Linked DNA regions of Gossypium hirsutum: region 2 is linked to region 1. The links are chromatin contacts, called in public Hi-C maps. All regions are on one chromosome and are shown on one strand. The core of a region is the stretch at or near the end of the contact, and the rest is flanking DNA. Distances in the headings are between cores, read along the strand shown. Region 1 has its middle 25 kb from the start of LOC121206789. Region 2 holds the start of LOC107888868 (long chain acyl-CoA synthetase 6, peroxisomal).

Evidence for each region. A called contact is a pair of places that touch in the nucleus more often than the background predicts.
Region 2: a Hi-C map of leaf shows a contact between it and region 1, with 3 times the contacts expected there. The contact joins the promoter of LOC107888868 here to the enhancer-like site in region 1. A contact is called at or near these places in 4 of 34 Hi-C or Micro-C datasets (callus, leaf and petal).

What each region holds. Positions count from the first base shown.
Region 1 is chrA09:51,631,127-51,636,149 of Gossypium_hirsutum_v2.1, reverse strand. No RefSeq gene overlaps it. Among protein-coding and RNA genes, the nearest start is that of LOC121206789, 25 kb to the right of the region's middle. Within about 2 kb of position 2,694, at least 9 of the 9 cell types and tissues checked have an H3K27ac peak or open chromatin away from gene starts, as enhancers often do. A contact at or near this core is called in leaf, where this site is marked.
Region 2 is chrA09:51,717,174-51,722,196 of Gossypium_hirsutum_v2.1, reverse strand. LOC107888868 (long chain acyl-CoA synthetase 6, peroxisomal) reads right to left here and starts at 2,901. Exons shown (of 24, transcript XM_041076089.1): 1 at 2,685-2,901; 2 at 2,345-2,586; 3 at 1,534-1,594; 4 at 1,355-1,432; 5 at 1,162-1,233; 6 at 996-1,077; 7 at 694-799; 8 at 520-596. The coding sequence starts at 2,525.

The sequences.
Region 1 (5,023 bases), core at 1,445-3,944:
AAAAAGAAAAAACCCTAGCTAGCCGCCGCCCCTACTCCCTAGCCTCTGCCACTGCCTTTGTCACGTCGGCCACTGCCTCCACTGTTGGCACCGCCCAAGTTGCACCTGCAAAAGAAAATAGAAAAGACGGATAATAAAAAATAATATGTAAATGGCTTTAAAAAGCCAAGAACCAAATGTAAAATGAGGTTTTTTTACAATCAATAAAAACAAGAGAGAACTTAAAAAAGAAACATCTAATAACAGCAAAAAAAGAAAAAAAAACAGAATTCCAAATGTAGTTTCATTCCTTTTTTTCTTTTTTCCTTCTTTTCTTTTTTTTTTCTTTTCGAAATATTTTACATATATATTATAATAATAAAACAAAGAAAAACTTACCTTTTTTTATTACTGAAGAAGAGAATTTTTTGAGTTTTTTGGTCGCCGTAGACGGTAGCACTGTTGCCTGCTATCGGCGGCAAGCGCAGCGGTGCATGGCCGGAGCTTGACCGAAAGGGAGAGACACTTGAAAGAGAAGAGAGAGCTTTTTTAGATTTTGTTTTAAAAAAAAACAAGGGCTAAATGATTTTTTTTTCTAAAACTCGACTTATATTGGCCCCCAAAACGACGTCGTTTTGGGACTGGCCTTTGAATGCTCAAAACGATGTTGATTTACCCATTACCGATCCGACCCGACTCGTTCCAAGTTAGGATCCACGTGTTTTTTTAAAAGGGTTAATTGCATTTTAGCCCCTCCGCTTTTTTATGGTTTTGCAATCAAGTTTTTTTTTTAATTTTAATTTTTGCCCTTTAATTTATTTCGTTTCCAATTTAGTCCACTTCGAAGCTGTGCGTTTTGGGGGGAAAGGAAAATTTCCCTTTTGGTCCCTCCTTATTATTCGTGCGTTCAATGTAGTCCTTTTCCTTTTTATTTATTTTAGATTTGCTTCAAATTCCCGTTTTAAATTCAGTTTAATCCTTTTTAGTTATTTTGTTGTTTTATTAGTAAAATTAATTAATTAATTAATTTATTATTATTATTATTATTAACACCTTATTGTTATTCTTATTAATATATTATCATTACTATTTATTATTACCATTATTATTACTATTATTTTTATTTTTATTACTATTATCATTATTCTTATTATTAATATTATTATTATTATTATCATGCTTATTATTATTACTATTATTAAATTATTATTATTCTTTATTATTATTATTATTTCTTATTTTGTTTTATTTAATATTTTATTTTATTTTATTTTTACTTTTTTTGTTTTATTTTTATTTTATTTTACAATTAGCTTGCTTTTCATTTATTCATTTACTTTATTGTCATTTATTTTCACTTTATTATTTTCGCTCATATTATTGCATCTATTATTATGTTGTTACGCATGTTAACACCGTGATTCGTTTTCACATTTTTACTACAAAAATCGTGTTACAATAATCCTTGCTCGATATATAAAAATTCAAGATTCGAAAAGTCGTTCCCTAACTTATGGGGTTTTGATTTTCTCGATAAATCCGAAAATACGAATGTTTTTAAAGCATAAAATTTTAAATGATCTCGAGAATTATGAAAAAAATCGTGTTCTAACTTACGAAATATGATTTCTTTCTGAAACTGAGATAATCAAATATCTTTCAAAATAAATAAAATTTTCGGCGTTTATTCGCGTATAGGGAATTTAAGAGATTGTGTCCTAGCTTACGGGACATAATTCTTTTGCTCGATTAACGTGAAATATGCCATTTTTCTCAAAAAAATTTTAATTAAGCAATAATTTAACGATAGATCGTATTTTTCTTCAAAGTTCTCAATTTTCGACACTAAGACATTAATTAATCAACTGTGTACCAATTTTGGGTGTTACGATGGTGCTAATTCTTCCTCGTGCGTGATCGACTCCCGAACCTATCTTTTTGAATTTCGTAGACCAAAATCGTTGTTTAAATAAATCAAACCATTTATTAAAACAACCACTTTCATGAGGTGACCCGATCACACCTTATCAAAAAGGATTGATGGCGACTCCCATGTTTGTTTTCGTTTTAGAAATCAAGTCGACTCCGTTTTTCAAAAAAAAAAAAAGGTTTCGACATGCTCTGTTTTACCCAAAAAAGAAAAAGAAAAAGAAAATTGCTTATATGCTTTCCTTAGTTTTAAGTGGATAAGGGGGAAAATTGAAAACATATTAATTATATTGAAGAAATTGAAATGGAATGGATCTAAAAATAAGAAATCCAAGTAGAAATGGATGGAATGAAATTCTTTAAGATTCAGTGAGAGGATCTTTGTAAATGGCAACACTATCATGGCATGCTATGCTTTTTGTTAAGTTAATATTGCCTTTTAGGGCATACGTAACGTTAAAGGTTCCATGGTGATTAAAACAATGCTTTTTTTTTCTTCCATACGATATTTCTGTTCTCATCTTAAGATATGGTCTATGAAAAAAAAATCTCGTGTTGACTATGGAACCTTTTTTTTTTGAATGGATGATGTGACTGGATTTATTAATATAAATAAAATGCATAAAACAGAGTTTGGGCTAAGGTTCAGAAAAAATAAATACAAAAGAATGAAAGAAAAAACCAAAATCTACTAAGAAATTGGGCCTAGAAAGAATTAACATAACTAGCCCATCTCGTCCAAATGCAACTAAATTAAAACAAAATAAAGTCTTATCCTATACCAGCCAAATCTAATAGCTAGATACCAATATCTTTCGTCTTTTCACATCAATCAAACCAGCCATTAATGATAGCAGGCTTTCAAAATTTGAAATGAATTCTTTTCTACTACATTTTGTTTCCCAACCATTCATTTCTCCTTTCACTTAGTCCGGAGGTTCTGGCCACAAGTTCTCCAGCACTTCACGAGCTGATTCTGGGATTCCTCCTAGCAGGTAAAAACTCTCTTTTTTTTAGTGCCTCCTATGTAATAACATGAGCATCGACATTCTTTGGTTTAGGGACAAAATGAAACTCGATCTCCTGGAATCTGTCTTTTCTGCTTTGTATATCCCTTACGATGGCTCCAATGACCGATTTATCTGTACCAGTATTTTGGCATTTCTTGATGACAGTTTTTGAGTCTCCCACTATTTCGATTTTATTTAATCCCATAAAAATCCCTAAGTTGACTGCTTGTAACCTTGCATATGCTTCTGCCATGAACGAAGTTGATATCTCGGAGTGTATGACTGCCTGTGATGCAAGGATCTCCCCCTCTTCATTTCGTACGAGCAAAACCGTAGCCGATCTGGACGATTGTCGGTAGAATGCTGCGTCAAAATGGATTGCGACCCTTCCTCTACATACGTATTGGGTATTTCTAGTAGATTGAAGAGTAAGTTTTCTCTCTTTTATTGCATCCAACTCTGCAATATAGTTTCGAGTTTGCCTTGCTATTTCAGTTCCTGACATGTATCTTCTTTCATATAATAGTTGGTTTCTGCTCAACCAGAGTCAACAACAAACAACCCGAATCTGTTCAGTATTCCCTTGACCAAAGATCCAGGTAAGCCATTCCCACATACTAAGATTATTATGGCTTAATACCCATGTTAAGCTTAACTGTTCCCAGGCCTCAACTGATGTAGGGCACTGTTGAAAAATATGGATGCTGTTTTCCTCTTCTTGGCGGCACCTAGGGCATTGAGCTTTCACCACAACCCTGTTGAGCCTGAGATTGACAAGGGACAGAAAGAAGTTCCATGAGAGTCTCCATACTGTAATTTGGATTTTTGATAGGATGTATAATTTCTATAGTTTCCTATAGAAGTTTTCATTTTTGGCATGTAAATTAAAAGTATTAGGATCCAAGTTAGTCTCATGTAATAGTTTATAGGCATTCCTAACAGAGAACTCCCCTGTCAACTCCCCTCTCCATACTTGAAAATCCTCGTGCGCTGCCTCTACTAGTGGAATCTGTAAGATTTTTTCCGCTATATGCATTCGAAAGGTATTTCTGACGGCCTTTTTTTTCCAGCTTCTATTATTGACCTCTATTAAATCCGAAACTAACTTAATATCTTCATTGTTGTCACGGTTCGGAACTCTTATCTTCTTCGTTTCCTGATATCCACAAATCGTCCCAAATGGATATTTGATAACCTATCCCAACCCTCCAACATAAACCAGTTTCCAGCAGCCCTCTCGCGGACCAAACACTCTTCCAAGTGAGTGAAGGTAAGTTTCCTAACCGAGCTTTGTAGAAATTTGAATTAGGTTAATATTTTGACTTCAAAACGCGGGCTAATAGTGAATTTGGGTAATTAACAAGACGCCACCCCTGCTTTGCTAATAACGCAACATTAAACTTTGCAAGATCTCGAAAACCCAAGCCACCATCTTCTTTTAATAAGCATAGATCTTTCCAAGCGCACCAATGAATACCTTTTCTATTTCGACCCTTTTCCCACCAAAATTTGGCTATTATACCCTTCAAATCAGCACAGAGCCTTAGGAAGTAGAAAGCAAAACATTGCATAAGTTAGGATAGACTGGAGTATAACTTTTATAAAAACTTTCTTCCCTCCTTGGGAGAGATATCTTATACTCCAGTTGTTAACTCGTTGGTTAAATCTATCCTTCAAATTTTTAAAAGATGATCTTTTTCTTCTACCTACCGTATAAGGAAGTCCTAGATATCGTTCTGGATTAGTTGATCTTCTATAACACCCCAAACTTGACCTAGACGCTATGACCGAAATCTAGCATGTCACATTAAAGTGTTTTTTGAAAACCATGTTCTTATTGAAAACCCTTCTTGCTATTTAGAACCTCTGGCCATTTTAAAACTTTGTGAAAACCTTAGTTTCTATTGGTTTATTAAAAGTCATTCTCTTGCAAAACATTATTACCTTTAAAACTTTATTTACTACGGAAGCTTAGTTTAAAGTTTTACAGAAACGTGATATTTTGAAAAACAGTAATTGTTTTGGAAAAGAAAACTATGTTATACTCCAGCAGTTATAAAACAATATAAAAAATTCCAAATTTAGAACTATAATTAGAAGAGGCC
Region 2 (5,023 bases), core at 1,652-4,151, 86 kb before region 1:
TTATTAAAATCTAGAATATTTTGAGAGTAGAAGGAGATTGTTGGAACATTTTCAAAATATATATAATGTTCTGATTGTTGCAAATGAAAAGTTATAAGTAACAAAAAGTTATATCGTTTGATTATTAACCAAAAGTTATCTTATTTCATAATGATGGGTAATGTCTCTTGAATTCAAAAATTATATTACTTGATTTTAACAATGAATCATGATTATTAAATGAGATATATATTGAATTATTATGTTTATTATTAAAAGATGTGATTATCCATTTAGATAGTTGTATTTCTGCGAAAAGACATGAGGACTCCTATAAATAGGAGTCAAATTTTATTTGTTTGACACATCAAAAAAAAATTTTATTCTCCTACAGACCAAAATAATATAGTGGGGATGAATAGAACCTTAAAGGGGCTTTAATACACGCCTTGAAACCTTCTTTAATTTCTTATAAGTTTATTTTTATCCCAAATACCAACATTTCAAATCATGCATGCACCATTGAAGGGTTGAACTTACAGGATTCAAAGTCTGAGGCACGCAAAATACGGCTTTTAGTTCCGCATGATTTATGATGTACTTGACAGCACCTGGACCTGCAGAGAAACATGATTTTCGACATAGCATCTTAGCAATAGGCCAAGTTGGACAAATATTGAATCGAAAAGGAAAGCATTTGGGGCAGTGGCAAACCTAGAGTGTCATATAAAGGAACTGATATAAGGGAATACGCAGAGCAAGCATGATCAACAATGATCCATTCTGGTCTATTGATGAAATATAATCCAATACAAGAGCCCTGTCATTATAAAAGCAAAACTTGAGGTGTTAGTGTCGGATACAGATATGTTCAGATTTTTTTATGTTTTTCCATGTGTGTCAAAGGTCAGAGAGAGATACTTCAATAAAAGATGAATGAGTTTGAATGACAGAGTGATGCACATATGTTCAACTGGTAATATAAACATATAATTACTACTGAAAAACCACTCTACCTTTAGTATTCCATGATGTATTAGGCCGCAACCAATGGCTGTTCGAGCTGTAGCAGCTTCTCGGTATGTCATCCACTTATACCTTGATGAATAGAACATAAAAATGAAAGCAAATGAGAACTTTGACAACAAAATGTGACCTTCATTTTGTCAAAAGGAAACATACTCTCCAACCGTTCCATCGACTCGAATTCTTGTACCGAGATAATTGTTATCTCCAAAGAAATCAACGGCGAGTCTAAATAAATAATAATAATCAGTAAGTGAAGAAACCATCGGATGTACTTCAAAATGAAATAGATGATAAAGCATTGATGCATTGGACAATAGCCACACACTATCTAAAAGAAGATGCTTACAAAAAATTGTCGTGCAATGTACCAATATCAGGATGATTGGGAAATCGCGATACTAGCTTCAACGGAGAGCGAGCAGATCTGCCATAAGGCATAAAGTTGAAAAATAAGACAACAGCCGAACAAAGATGGGTTAAGGCAGAGACCAAAAAGAAGAATAAAGGATAGTAGCAGAGTGTTACCTGTATACATTCCATTTTCCTGTCTGCAATTTCTCTGGCAGCACAACACTGTAATTCTGTTCTGCTCAAAGATCAATTTCAATTTCAATTTCAATTTCAATATCAATATCAATATATGTTAGTTAATCACAGAAAAAATTAGCAATAGATGGCAGCTTCTGAATGATAAATCAGATGAATTGGCTATCAGCCGCTAACATCTCTTCCTCTGCCTCAAAATACATGGTCACTTCCTACAAACAAGCTCTTTTTCACATAAACATGCAACCATTACTTCAAATTCAAACTCAAACCATAGTTTTACCCTCTAGAATTAGTTCAATAAAGACACCAGTAACCCTTCAAACCAATTATTATTTCCCCAGTGACCGATCTACAAGAATGATCGAAATACTTATGATACAAATTAAATCCAACCAAAATACTTATTGGTCTCTATCTGAAAGACAGTCCTCAAAATCCTACAATCGAAAGGTCTTAATGAACTGTCAAGTTCATGCTTCTTATGCATAATTGCCAGATTTATCTGAAAGACAGTCCTCAAAATCCTACAATCGAAAGGTCTTAATGAACTGTCAAGTTCATGCTTCTTATGCATAATTGCCAGATTTTATTTTAAGAAGAATCTTTTCCAGTTTCTACATCATAATAAGATAGACCAATGAAAAAAGAACAATCAATCAAGACCATCCCAGACCCAGGATATAAATTTATAGTACCGATAAAAAGATGTTACTTTTTTAATGGAAGGGAATATTAAGCCTAAAGCAACCTCCCAAAGCAGAGAAAGCAATTTTCATCTGAAACGTACCAGAGAGGAACTCAGCAGCGGTTGGGGAAGAGCGGAGGTGGGAATGAGAAAAGGCGGAGTCAACGACTGAGACAAGGTGGGCATGAATGGAGTTAAGTCGACGTTGAGCTGTGGTGGAATCCATTGAGGTGAATCCTTTCCCGTTTTCTGGTATGGCGCGTTTGGATTTTAATGATGACATTATAAGAGTTCGTTACGGTTTTTAGATAAGAGCTATCCTTTTGCGTTTTCTACTTTTCCATCTGAAACGGGATGAAAGAAAATATGGCTCAAATGAATAAAGAATGGAAAGGGACACTTTTGTCTTTATATTGTGTCTAATTTTCATCATCTCACTAACCAACTTCTAACTCAGATTATGTCATCTAGTAGTGAAAATGCGACACCCATAGTATCAGCTAGCAACAAGTCAAGAATACATTGTGGCACCCGATCAAACACACAAAGCCCCAATCAATCGGCAACAGAATTCTTCTCCCTTGGTACTACTCAAGAGTCCATGCCCACTCGCTACCCAATGCATCCTAATAATCTTCAACCAAAAAGACATTTAGTTTTGTTTACAAAGATGTTATTTCTTTTCACTCACATTATAGTTGTGCTGCTATCATATAGTGATTATTATTATCTTCATTCATATTATAATTGCATTCATGATTTTTATTTTAGATACATAAATCTCATACATTATCAAAAAAAAAGTAATATTTTATTATTAAATATAAAAAAATATAGCAAACTTATATATAAATTCTACCAACTTTATTTAAATATAATTAGATACTATTTATAATATTATATTTTTTCTCTCACAAAATCATAAGATCTTTAAACTCTAAAAATAATAAAATAATGGTTATAATTAACATTTAATTTATGTTTTAGGATTTTGTTCCACCTTAGATTTATGTAATAATCATATATCAAATATTATTCCTTTAATATAAAAAATATATTTATACAAATTTAAATATATATTTATTGTATTTATATTATTATTTAAACTCTTAATTAAATTAAAATCATGAATCAACCGAATATCAATTTAATTAAAATACAACTAAAAGTAATCTTACTTTTCACAAAATAAAATACATTATTATGAAAGTATTTTATATATTTTTATAAAAAAAACTAATATATATGGTAAGATTTGACCATAAAAATACATAAATTTTAAACCTTCAATTTTACAATTTTAACTAAAACTTTGGATACTTTTTAAATAGTATTTTACATAATTTTATAAAAATCATGTCAAATGTCCCAGTTGTCAGTTATTTATTGCATGTTTGGTGTCAACACAATAAATGCTTCTTGTCTTCACGTCCAAATGTTGATAAGTTGAAAGCTTGTGAGCTTGGCTTCCTTTTTAATGTCCATGTTTAATTTTCGTTCGAGTTAGGTTGGCCTGATAAAGGTTTAATTTCGTCCTTAATCTTTGCGTTTGCTGTTATAAGAGGAATTAAAAATTTTACTCTGAAACTAATTAGCTTTATACAATGTTATATACAATTAATACCATTGCTTCATTTACACTCATTTAATTTTTAATTGATTATGTATATATATATATGTGTGTGATCTTGATACCAAATAAGTAATAAATCAACGTTTTTAATATACTTGATTGAATTGCAGTTGAGTTCGCAATAATAGAAATGAATTTTATTGTGAAAAAAAAAATTGAATTATGAGTAAATATAGATATGACTTTTCCAATGACTAAAATGAATCCAACAATCATAATTTTTTCTATATAAATTCTTCTAAACTTCATTCTTTTTAACTCAATACTCAATACTCATTCCTCAATTTTTAATTTTCAATTCTCAATCATCAATCCTCGATTATTTCTTTAATTCTTTTTCTGAATTTTATTCTCTTCGATCTTATTTTATTCCTTATAATTTTTAAATGACAAATCAACATATTCGTTTAGATGACAAGCATATCTCTAACGTTCAATGACAGATGGTAAGAAAATATTATTAAATTATTTAATTTTAAATAGTTAATTATTATGCTGATTATTAATTTTTTTTGTTTATATTCTCAGCCTGAAGATCGAATTTTGGAGACGTACATAGACAATTAAAGCGAAGGTGCATCGAATGTTATTTATGAAGACTTGTGAGATGAAGGAGTTTTATGCGTGGCTCACATACTCAGGGGGGCTAACTTGGATGCCCCCACTTATCAGTGTTTTGGTCGAAAGATGGAGACCTGAGGCATACACATTCTATTTTCCCTACAGTGAGTGTACAATTACACTCGATGACGTTAGTCTACAACTCGATCTTTCAGTTGAGGAGGAAGTCATTACAAGGCCAGTGATTAGTGCCGATTAGAGTGCAACATGCAAGTAACTACTAAGAAATGTGTCAGACAAGTTTAGGGGTAGCCAAATTGAGATGAGATGGTTGGAGGACAACTTCAAAACTATCTACGCTTCCTCGAGTGATGTTGAAAAAGAACAATTCGCACGCGCATTTATCTAGAGGTTGATCAGGGGTCTACTAATGCCAGATAAATCTTGCAATCTTGTACATTTAAAGTGGCTACTACTACTAGCTGACTTGAAAGAAGCAAGATGACTTAGTTGGGGATTAGCGGTGGTGATATTATACAGAGAAATGTGTCAAGTGACAATACCAAATACAGTTAAATTCGCTAGTT